Regions from separate parts of the Mus musculus genome. Here region 2 is linked to region 1. A link is a contact called in public promoter capture Hi-C data. All regions are on one chromosome and are shown on one strand. Each heading gives the region's core, a stretch centred on a gene start, on an enhancer-like site or on the middle of the called end of the contact. The rest is flanking DNA. Distances are from core to core; before and after follow the strand shown. Region 1 holds the start of Ptgs2 (prostaglandin-endoperoxide synthase 2). Region 2 holds the start of Ptgs2os2 (prostaglandin-endoperoxide synthase 2, opposite strand 2).

Region 1 (6,229 bases), core at 2,390-4,889:
CCCCCTCCTCTTCTTCCTTCTCTTACTCCTTCTCCTCTTCCTCCTCCTTTTTTAACCTTTTCTTATTTATCTTTTTTTTTGTGGGAGGGTCTCTTGTAAATAAGACTCAGTCTTTCTATGCAGTCGAGGATGACTATGAAGCCCTGATCCTCCTATCTCTACATCCTAAATTATTGAGTTAATAAGCATGAATTACTATGCCCATTTTATTGCCCTCAGTGATTCATATTTTAATTTTACTCATCCATAGCCTGAGAATATACATTGTGTAGTTACTATTTTAAGTGTATTAAGGTGTGCTTTTATAGACTAGGATGTGGTTTGTCCTGGTATATGTTCCATGTAACTTAGAAGAGACTTTATATTGCTGTCCTTGAATGACACAGCATTAGATGTTAATCATGGCCAGATGACTTACAGTTGTGCTCACCTCAGCTATCTGCTTTGTCATAGAACTGCCTACCTCTGGTGAGGAGTAGTGAAGGGCGCACCATCTCTTTCCCCCTGCAGTTTTATTGTTCTGCCCTCATGTGTATGAAGGCTTCATTGTTGTACAGTGCCCATAAGGATCACTGTACCTATTCTTGAAGAACTGACTGCTATCAAATGCACTACTCCTCTTTATTACTTCTACATTTCTTTCCTCTAAAGAATGCTCTATAAAAACAAATAAAACTATTCTTGCTTTCCTCTATTACCACAGTATATCTTTCTTTTTACTTTTAACTTTCTCTTTGAATGGGATATTGTTTGAATTAAGGAATATGTCCTTTATTAGCCAGATGGTGGTGATACAAGTCTTCAAGCCCAGCATGTCAGAGGCAGAGGCAGGCAAATATCTGAGTTTGAGGCCAGCTAGCTCCATCTATGGAGTGAGTTCCAGGATGGCCATGACTACACAGAGATACCCGTGTCGAGGAAAAGAAAAAGAAATAACAATTAATAAAAAGCCAAACCCAAAACAAAAACAAAAATGTCATTTATTTCCAGTGTATGCATGAACTTTACATTTAATATCAACACTGCATGTTTAATTATCTAAGTGCATTATAAAATTAGAACGAAAATCTACCTAACAATCTACCTAGCATCTTAGGAGAAAAAAGTTGCTGAAAATTCAAGCAGCAGAAGAGGGCAGTAAAACTCAACAGAATGTTCTCAAAGGTGTTAGTACATTTCCTTATTTTCCTTTTTTAGAATCTCAAAACTCTTTCATATACTAACAAAATATATTTTCTACAACAGACACTTAAATATGTACCCAAGTGTACAGAGAACCACCAAAATTCCACACAGTTCATCACTACACTTGCTATATAATAAACATCTTATTAAGGAGCCTCATTACCATTGTGCTTTGCCATACAGAACAGTTTGAACCATCTTGATTTGGTTTGGGACAGTTAATATTCCCCTGTAACCAGTATTCCAATTGTGCCTGTACAGTGTGCTCTGGCATCCCAGACTTCTCAAAAGCAGCCAATTACAAAATACTTTCCCCTTATGTCCTTATTTGGACTTCCTTTCAAAACTGCTCTTGTCCTCCAGGTCTGAATTTCTTACTGAGTTCTCCTGTCATTCCGTAGTATATGGAACTCTCCTTACATCTGAGGTTACAGATTAGATCAACCAACTCAACCATACAGATAATTTTACTTGCATTTCTTCTATGATTATGTTTAATGTCTTTAAATGTCAAGTAGTCTGAAGGTGATTATTCTCTATGCCCTGTTTTTCCCCTCACTTTGAATTTGTAATGTTTTCTTTTTTTTTTTTTCTTTTAGTTTTTGTGAGACAGGATTTTTCTGTGTATAGCTGGCTGTCCTGAAACGTGCTCTGTGGACCAGGGAGGCCTCAGAGATCTGCTTAGACTCCTTTTTCTCCCTCAATGCTGGGATTAAGGGCCAACATCACCATCCACCACCACCCCCTTTGCCATAATCTCTTTTAAAACATCAGAATATACTTCTCTACATAATGGGCATACAATTAATATTAGATGAGGATGGAGTTGGTCAAAGTCAGTTGAAGATTTCACTAGAAAATGTTCGTACACAGTCAAGAATGTGGAATTTTATACAGTTCCTAGCTGAAGTTCGTATCAGGAGCTCTAACAAACTTAGTTTGACACCATGCACTTCCCGCATTTAAAATAAAACAGAAAACAAGAACTATTTAAAGGGATTCTCCAAAAGAAAACAGTCTGTGCTTTCAGTTGAAATTTCCCATAAGACTCCGTGTAAGAGGCTGGGAGTGCCATACCTGGACTGATTAAACATGACTAGAACAAAGGCCCTGGGTGACATGGAGTTTTAGTCACTGTGTCTCATGTAGCATCAAATTAGCTTGCACATGAAGCAAACAGTTAAAAAAAAATTCCATGAGTATTCTTACTTTCTGGGAGACTTCCGCAGAGTCAGGTATTTGCTAGAGTTTCCTAAGTGCTGCTTCTCATGGTCGATTGGATTCCCCCATGTGGATATTCTCCCCTTTCATTTTTGTTTTGTTTTGTTCTGTTTTGTTTTGAGCAGGGGTCTTGCTGTGTTACCCAGCCTGCTTCAAACCATTTTCCTGACTTAACTGTCCTCAGAATATAGTGTAATTTCACACTCTGTGTCATTTTTTTTATCCATTCACGCCAAGAACGTACAGTTTAGTTGAATTTTTTAGTTTCCTCCTTTTCTTATTTTGCTCCTTTTCGCTACTCCATCCTCACACCCCCTCCATGGCCAACACAAACACAGTAGGAAGATATCCAACACTATCAAAAACATCACCTCTCTAGGCAAATAATTTTTTATCAAACACTGTTTCTGAATGAAGTGAATTTTTTTTTAAGGTTAGGGAGAATAAGGCTAGTTATGGAAAAATAACTATTACCTTTTGATCCGTTGCCATAACATACTTTCTTGTAAACATGGACAGAAAAAGTTTTTAAAAGGTACATTTGAAAACAAATTCTTTCTAGTGATACATCCCGTGAAAAGAGTTGCTGATCAAAATGATAAAAGCTATGTAACAGCAGGGGGAAAATACCTTAAAGCAATGCTGTGGACACTTAGCATTCCGATGAAGTGGAGCTCAGCATCTGTCCCTGGGAAAGGCGAGTGCCAGGGGCTCCTGTGACTGCAGAACCCGGAGGGTAGTTCCATGAAAGACTTCAACCTAATTCCACCAGTACAGATGTGGACCCTGACAGAGGACACTCATTTCATTAAAAATAGAAGAAATTAAATTAACCGGTAGCTGTGTGCGTGCTCTGAGCAGCGAGCACGTCAGACTGCGCCCCAGTGGGGAGAGGTGAGGGGATTCCCTTAGTTAGGACCTTAGATCCCGGGAGGGGAAGCTGTGACACTCTTGAGCTTTTAGGCCCCCACTGGATGCGCGACTGGGAGGAAACCGGAGACCCCAAAGAGCGCCAGACTAGGCGCAGACTCAGCGAACCACAGGGCGCCTGGAGGGATGGAGAGGGCGGTGCAGCTCTCTTGGCACCACCTGGGGCAGCCAAGGGCAGCTTCCCGGCTTCCTTCGTCTCTCATTTGCGTGGGTAAAAGCCTGCCGCTGCGGTTCTTGCGCAACTCACTGAAGCAGAGAGGGGGAAAAGTTGGTGGGGGTTGGGGAAAGCCTAAGCGGAAAGACAGAGTCACCACTACGTCACGTGGAGTCCGCTTTACAGACTTAAAAGCAAGGTTCTCCCCATTAGCAGCCAGTTGTCAAACTGCGAGCTAAGAGCTTCAGGAGTCAGTCAGGACTCTGCTCACGAAGGAACTCAGCACTGCATCCTGCCAGCTCCACCGCCACCACTACTGCCACCTCCGCTGCCACCTCTGCGATGCTCTTCCGAGCTGTGCTGCTCTGCGCTGCCCTGGGGCTCAGCCAGGCAGGTGAGTTGCGCCCCGAGGCGCCCTGGGACTCCTCAGGCTCAGACCCCCTTTCTAGCAGTGTGGGCCTGGCTGTGTATTGGCAAAGAGCCTGGACTGCTTAAGTCCTGAGGAACTGCAACCCACTTTCAGGTTTCTTATTTGCTAAAAACCAATAGTCTTAATGGCTTACAGGTTGTCATTATGGTAAGACAATCTGATCAATACTTGTGAAAAGCATAGATGTGGGCAACTGAACAAGAGTGGCTGCTTTGAATACCTGTTAGAGTTTTTCTATCCACAGAAAAATCCAGAATACATTTTTAAAAATATATTTAAAATGCTAAAACTTGACTGTTTTAATTTTATTTTCTTTACACTAAATTTTGACTATTGCACTAGGTCGATCCATTTTAATATTTAAAGGGATGCTTAATAATTCTAGTCTGTGTGTCCGAGTTATTTTAAAAATGTTGGTAATGTGAACTATGAAGTTAGGTCCTCTGTGTTTCTTGCTTAAGAATACAAAGTTGCTTGCTATTTCCATAAACAGTTGATAAGACAGACTTAATTAAAATAATGACCTTTTTAAATCTGGGTCTACCTATGTATTTGTCAAACTTATCATTGTAAAGTTGACCCATAGTGACAGAATTAAATCCTTAAGTTAAGATGAGAACAACCAAGAGTAACTGACAGGATATCTTATTTTTTTAATGTAGCAAATCCTTGCTGTTCCAATCCATGTCAAAACCGTGGGGAATGTATGAGCACAGGATTTGACCAGTATAAGTGTGACTGTACCCGGACTGGATTCTATGGTGAAAACTGTACTACACGTAAGTTTTTCCTGGGGTATCTTCCTTTGGAATGTGGCCACATGTGTAACCATCATTCTGTAGATTTGTGTCCTATGGGGGAGGGGCCTGCTCATTCTTCCTCCTGCTTTGTCTCTCTCCAGCTGAATTTCTGACAAGAATCAAATTACTGCTGAAGCCCACCCCAAACACAGTGCACTACATCCTGACCCACTTCAAGGGAGTCTGGAACATTGTGAACAACATCCCCTTCCTGCGAAGTTTAATCATGAAATATGTGCTGACATGTAAGTACAACCCTCCCTTGTTTTCCAGCATCCTCCAACACAACTAGGCACTAGAAACCCAACCCCAAGAACTATCCTGACCTTTTCAAAGGGCTTGAAGTATACCTTTTCTAATCTGTTTTTCCCCTGAAATGTCTAAAATACAGTCATGAAAACCTGTAGTCTCTATTCTAGTTTTGACCCCTGTCCTTCATTCGTGTGGAGGAAGTGTGGTTCACTTGTTCATTGAATAAATACCCATGGCTCACAGAATTGTTCGGAACACATAGAATTGTTCTGAACCTTTGAAACAAATGGTTGACTAGGGTTTGGGTCAGAAGAGAAAAATAGCTGTCTGTAGTTATTGGTGAGGGCCATGCCCAAATGTCTCTGTCATCAGCTATGGAACAGGGAGTGGGTAGAAACTGAAAAGTCAAGACTACTGGAGCAGAATGTCCTGTGTAAAATTTAAGCTTTATTGAAGATGCATTTTCAGTGCTCTTTAAAGTTCAGCCATTGTACAGCAGGGTATCTTTGTCTGAAGGAAATCTAGTCTCTGTACTTGCTACATTGTACAATGATAATTGATATGCCCTTGTTGTTGTTGTTGTTTTTCATATGAGGACCAATGATTTTTTTTTCTTTAAAATTTCAGCCAGATCATATTTGATTGACAGTCCACCTACTTACAATGTGCACTATGGTTACAAAAGCTGGGAAGCCTTCTCCAACCTCTCCTACTACACCAGGGCCCTTCCTCCCGTAGCAGATGACTGCCCAACTCCCATGGGTGTGAAGGGTGAGTGTAAAGAAATACAGACATAGCAACTGCAGTGAGGCTTGGGTGTGTACCTAGAAAAGGTGTCCATTATGTAAAACTGTAAATAGTTTTGTCTTTAGTATGGTTATCCACAGAGGTTTATTAAAAGTACAGATGTAGTATGGGAAAGTAAATCTGCATTGATGTAATGTCTTAGCCTTAGTATGTTTTGCTAAATAGAACTGATGTTAGTTACAATTCATAAAAAATTCAATAACACCCCCTGCTTTATATCTTAACACTTGAATTTAAAACCTTAGCCCAGCCTGGGGTACAAGCCTGACACTGTGCCTCAAAACACAACAGTCGTATTGATGTTGTGATCTTCTTTGAGACGGTGCTTCTAAGTGATGGATGCTGTCATGTATTATACAGTCATCTGTTTGCTTGAACAAATAGGTGAATGGATAGATACTTACTTTAGAATTTACATGTTCCAGGAAATAAGGAGCTTCCTGATTCAAA
Region 2 (5,894 bases), core at 1,456-3,955, 65 kb after region 1:
ATGCAGTTAGAGACACAAGCTCCAGGGGTACTGGTTAGTTCATATTGTTGTTCCACCTATAGGGTTGCAGACCCCTTTAGCTCCTTGGGTACTTTCTCTAGCTCCTCCATTGGGGGCCCTGTGATCCATCCAATAGCTGACTGTGAGCATCCACTTCTGTGTTTGCTAGGACCCGGCATAGTCTCACAAGAGACAGCTATATCAGGGTCCTTTCAGCAAAATCTTGCTGGTGTATACAATGGTGTCAGTGTTTGGAGGGTGATTATGGGATGGATTCCCAGGTATGGCAGTCTCTAGATGGTCCATCCTTTCGTCTCAGCTCCAAACTTTGTCTCTGTAACTCCTTCCATGGATATTTTGTTCCCAATTCTAAGAAGGGGCAAAGTGTCCACACTTTGGTCTTCATTCTTCTTGAATTTCATGTGTTTTGCAAATTGTATCTTGCATCTTGGGTATTCTAAGTTTCTGGGCTAATATCCACTTATCAGTGAGTACATATCATGTGAGTTCTTTTGTGATTGTGTTACCTCACTCAGGATGATGCCCTCCAGGTCCATCCATTTGCCTAGGAATTTCATAAATTCATTCTTTTTAATAGCTGAGTAGTACTCCATTGTCTAAATGTACCACATTTTCTGTATCCACTTCCCTGTTGAGGAACAACTGGGTTCTTTCCAGCTTCTGCCTATTATAAATAAGGCTGCTATGAACATAGTGGAGCATGTGTCCTTCTTACCGGTTGGAACATCTTCTGGATATATGCCCAGGAGAGGTATTGTGGGATACTCCGGTAGTACTATGTCCAGTTTTCTGAGGAACTGCTTCACTGATTTCCAGAGTGGTTGTACAAGCTTGCAATCCCACTAACAATGGAGGAGTGTTCCTCTTTCTCCATATCCTTGCCAGCATCTGCTGTCAGAATATAGTATAGTGTATTTTTGTAACTCATACATATCTTCACCTCAACTTTGCTATCTCTGGATTACAGAGTGGGTACATCATATTGTTCACGTAAATATGATGGGGTAAAAGATCTGTACACAATCAGCACACACTATTTTGTAAACACTTTCATGTACAGTTGATTGAATCTGAGGATTCAGTAATGGAGGATAAGGCAGGAATTGTGTAGAAATAATACAGTGTGAATTAGGTTGTATTTATTCTTTTCTGTACATTATATTCCACAGACATGGGCTCACTGAGTTATCACAGTGCCAATTACTGTTTACATTTCCTTTTTCTTTTCTTTGTATTTTTCCTTTTGGAATTATTTTGTTTTGGAGACAGGGTTTCTCTGTATAGCCCTGGTTATCCTGGAACTCACTCCATAGATAAGGCTGGTCTTGAACTCAGAAATCCATCCACCTCTGCCTCCCTAGTGCTAAGACTCCAGCCATGCACCACCAACCACCCTCTGGCGACTGTTTACATTTTCTAAACATTAGATAGCACCACAATTCACCTACCTTCATATAACCTGTAAGTAGCAGCAGAGGTGGTACTCAAAGGATGCAGACCTGCCAGGCTGCCTTCTCCCTCTGGGACACCAGGAAAAAAAAGCTGCAAAAGCAAGCTGCAGCTTAGCTGTGAAGTGCAGAAGAGCCTGCACCACAGCCCTCAATACTGATTCTGCTGCCAGCAATGCATTGCTCACCTGAATTAACGTTGCTTAAATTTACTTTTATGGATTTAAATAAAAATAATGCTTATAAAAGCTATGAGGGCCAGGTCGTGATGACATATACCTTAATTCTAGCACTTGGTAAGCAAAGGTAGGTGAATCCCTTTGAATTCCAAGCTATACATAAGTGAGAGACCCTGTTTTGCTTTCTTCTGCCTCCCCCCCCCCAACTTATCAGGCACTTAGGATATGTCCAGTATGCACAAATGCCTAGATTTAAGCCCAAGTTCCCCATAAAAACTCAGCTATGGTGGTGTCTGATAATCCTAGCTCTGGAAATGAATATGAGGAAAAATCAGAATTCCAAGGCTATCCTTGACTACATTACATATAGAGTTCAAGGCCAGTCAGGGACACAGAAAACCATGTTTTAGAAAAACAAACAAACAAACAAAATGGTTTAGACAGGCCTAATCTCCAAACTCTGAAGGCTAAGACAAGAGGACATTCATGAGTTCCAGGTTAACTTATATATAATGAATTCCCAGGTAGCCTGGGCTATAGAGTAAAGCCCTGTCTCAAAACAGAAAAAAAAAAAATTATCAATCAATAAATAAAATGTATAAACTAAAAAGAAATAAAGAACTGTTGGTAATGGGTTCATCATTTATATTGAGAATACAGTTTTATAACAAAAATAATTACAAACCCACATTGCTCTAAACAGTGTAAAGCTTTATTCACTCTGGGGCAAGCTAAACTGTTTCTAACAGAAAGAGTGGTGGAGCTAGTGTCTCTTAGTCATAACATATTAATTCTTAATTACAACAGGAACAAATCCATTACCAATAAATCCAGGGACTATCAATTAAGCCCATGAGGAAATGGTTTGTAAAAGACTTCCCACCCTCCTAAATAAGATACATCTGACAGATAATAATACTCACTCTAATGTGCGTGCAGCTTTTCACATCAACTCATTAAAAGCCGGCTTTTTCACAACGCCAAGCTTCCTTTTTGTCTCTGGGCATGGTTTCTCAGAATGTCCCGCGCATGATCTTGGAGGCAAACGCAGAGGGAATGGAGGCCATCTGATTGGAAGTCTGCGACTATCGTTGTGTAATCCTGTGTGTAATTCATCATTTGAAAACGAAAACGCACTTGGAGTTTTCTGCGGCAAGGACTCTCTGTATTGTGCAAGTCTGAGCTGCTTTCAACCACGTAACCACTTCCCTCTTAGAGGGACCCCTGCGTTTGCTTTGCTCCACTACGTACACTGGGAGAGGCATCGCTGTGTAATGCCTGTGTCACCTGCCAAGCTGCCAGGCTTGCTTTGGGAACTAACCCAGGTCAGCATGAGTTCTGTCCTCTGCTTGAAAGAGGTTCAATCCCAGACAGCAAATGTATATGAACCCTTGAAACTACAGCTCTGGATTTAATTTAATTTTCATTTCGTTATGGTATTTTTTTCCTTACTTTTATGAAGTCTATTTTCCCTAGAATGGCTGATTCGAAACATCTGCTAATCATCTGCCTGCCCTGGCTATGCGGTACCTTCAGAGGGGGAAGGGTAATGCTGGCCACACCCGCCTTAGGTCCAGACAGCTTATTCTGTCTGGCCTGCTGCTGGGAAGCCTCTATTTTTCCTTGTTGTTCCTAATAAGTCCCCACAAAACCTTCCCAAACTTTTCCTAACTGCTTCCTCTCCTCTTCACCACACCCCGACAACACGAATGCACCGCATCTTCCTGTCTGCTCTCCTTAGAGCACCTCCAGACCTGAGTTCAAGTGAAAGCCTGCTTTGACCCCACCATGGATGTGCTCCACGGTATGGCTTGGGGGCCCCTTTTATCTTACACTGTTTATCGCTGGTTGGTGTTTGACAAAGTCTTATTCTGTGGCCCAGAAGAGCCTGGAACTCACTATGCTGCCCAAAGTGATCTCAAACTGACAGCAATCCCCCTACCTCACCGTTTCAATGCTGAGCACGTAAGTAGCTTCTTCCTCTTTTTAAAATCATTTTTCTTTGATGCAAGGAACTACAGGAAGTTGTCCTTGCCTCTTGAAAAGGTTAACCCTGGGGTTCTGATTCTGATTCTCCCACCGTCTACATGATCTCAATCAAGCCACTTGGTTTTTCTGGTATTAAGGTTTTTTTTGTTTTTGTTTTTTTTGTTTTTGTTTTTTCAAAAAAAACATAACAGCAATCATAAGATCTAGCACCTAGGGCTCAGGTTGTCCAGCTGTTCTTCTCAGGGTATTCTTGTTTTGACAGTCTAGAAGACTGATAAACTACCAGTGCATATGTGCCACTGATTACTATGTATCCAGTAAAGCCAGCATGGAAGTAGCCCGGGGTGGTAATGGCACATACCTGATATCCAAACACTGGAGAGACTGAGCTAGGAGGATTACAAATCCAAGGCCAGCCCAGTCAACACAGTGAGATCATTCTCAAAAAACACCAACAGCAGCAAAAATAAAGCCAGGAAAGTATATTTGTGCTCTAAGTATTGAATGAAAAAAAATCAAATTTCAGGGCAATATACACCATGCCTTTTGTATTTCTATGAATCTCTGTCTACATGTACTACATATGAATTCACAGATGATGGGATAATTTTTGCAAAGTACATGTTTGAGCATCTACAGGATTTACACTTTTTTTTTCCAGACAAAGTCTTATGTAGTCCAGGCTGGCCTTGATCCCGCTGCTTCAACTTCTCCAATATTGGGATTATAAACATGAGCCACCACACTTAGCTTTAGTTCACAGTAATAAGTAAATGGGAAAATGACTGTTGGAAAATCTGATGTTAATGAGCACACCAGAACAGTCACATCAGCCAAATCTGCCCTACATTCATTACAAGAAAATTTTCACAAGCAGTTAATATTTATTGTAATACTGATTTAAATCATTATTTTGATGTAACTATTTAGTAATTGCCAGCTGATGTAGCATTGCATTTCTCTGAATCTTCCCAGTGACAGCAGAGATGTCTCATTTGGGAAGTCTTTAATTTTTTTAAAGACAGACAGTAGTCATTTGTCATCCTTACTGGTGAATAGGATTGGTGACCATACTGGGGGTGATGCTTTTACTCAAACCGTGTCATGGATATCCCAGGATCACACAACCATCTAAACTACAGGAGTCATCAAAGAGGAGAGTTCAGTATTCAGAGCCTCAGAAATGATGCTAAACTCTTCTTTCAAGTAATAAGGTCGATTGTGTTTTCTAGGATGAACTCCATATGAATAGTGTTCATAGCACTGTCTTAGTTAGGGTTTTACTACTGTGAAGAGACACCATGACCACAGCAACTCTTAAATAGGAAAAAAAACATTTAATTGAGTCTGGCATACAGTTTCAGAGGTTTAGTCTATTATTGTTATAGTGGGAAGCATGGTGGCATGCAGACATGCTGCTGGAGAGGTAGTTGAGAGTTCTACATCTAAAACCACAAGCAGCAGGAAGTGATTGCCACACTGTGAATGACTTGAGCTTGTGAGACCTTAAAACCAGCCCATGGTGACACACTTCCTCCAACAAAGTCATATCTACACCAGCAAGGCCACACTTCCAACAGTGCCATTCTCCATGGGACTATGGGAGCTGTTTATCATTATTTATTATTATTATTATTATTATTAACTTTACTTCCATCTCACTGCCCCTCCTCCCTGTCACCATCTCTCACAATCTTTATCCCCCATCCTCCCTCCCTCCCCTTTTTCTCTGAAAGGGTAGAGGTTCCCCTGGCATATCAAGTCTCTGAGGGGCTAGGAGCATCCTCTCCCACTGAGGCCAGACAAGGCAGCCAGGCTTTTGGGATAACCCTCTCTCCAGTTGATCCAGACCCACATGAAAACTAAGCTGCATATCTGCTACATATATGGGGGGGCAGGACCATAGGTCCAGCACATGTGTGCTCTTTGGTTGGTGGGAGCCCGAGGGTCCAGATTAGATGACTCAGTCTTCCTGTGGTGTTCCTATTCCCTTCAGTGCCCACAATCTATCCCCCAACTCTTCCAATAGAGTCCCCAAGTTCCAGGTTCTGTTTAGCTGTGGGTCTCTGCATCCAGCTGAGTCGGCTGCTAGGAGGAAACTCTCAGAGAACAACCATGCTAGACTCCTGTTTGCAAGCATAGCAGAGTATTACTAATATTGTCAGGGATTGGTACTTGTCCATGGGATGGGTCTCAAATTGGTCCAGTTATTGGCTGGCCATTCCCTCAGTCCCTGCCCCTGCATTTCTTGTAGACA

Evidence for each region. Promoter capture Hi-C pulls out the DNA fragments that hold promoters and counts their contacts.
Region 2: a contact with region 1 is called in a promoter capture Hi-C map of hippocampal neurons, with 3 times the contacts expected there. The contact joins the promoter of Ptgs2os2 here to the promoter of Ptgs2 in region 1. A contact is called at or near these places in 24 of 39 promoter capture datasets (the 3T3-L1 cell line, 3T3-L1-derived adipocytes, the C10 cell line and 15 more), 1 of 15 datasets of contacts at CTCF or cohesin (the NIH/3T3 cell line), 13 of 484 Hi-C or Micro-C datasets (the 3T3-L1 cell line, 3T3-L1-derived adipocytes, the C10 cell line and 9 more), 4 of 115 datasets of contacts at active chromatin or transcription factors (the HPC-7 cell line, bone marrow-derived dendritic cells, embryonic stem cells and 1 more) and 5 of 9 other capture datasets (adipose tissue, bone marrow-derived macrophages, liver and 2 more).

The regions. Positions count from the first base shown.
Region 1 is chr1:150,096,392-150,102,620 of GRCm38.p6, forward strand. Ptgs2 (prostaglandin-endoperoxide synthase 2) reads left to right here and starts at 3,640. Exons shown (of 10, transcript NM_011198.4): 1 at 3,640-3,884; 2 at 4,583-4,699; 3 at 4,822-4,965; 4 at 5,600-5,743; 5 at 6,205-6,229. The coding sequence starts at 3,833. It overlaps Ptgs2os (prostaglandin-endoperoxide synthase 2, opposite strand), which reads right to left and starts at 3,483. Exons shown (of 5, transcript NR_015466.3): 1 at 3,037-3,483.
Region 2 is chr1:150,162,243-150,168,136 of GRCm38.p6, forward strand. It overlaps Ptgs2os2 (prostaglandin-endoperoxide synthase 2, opposite strand 2), which reads right to left and starts at 2,706. Exons shown (of 2, transcript NR_110420.1): 1 at 2,572-2,706.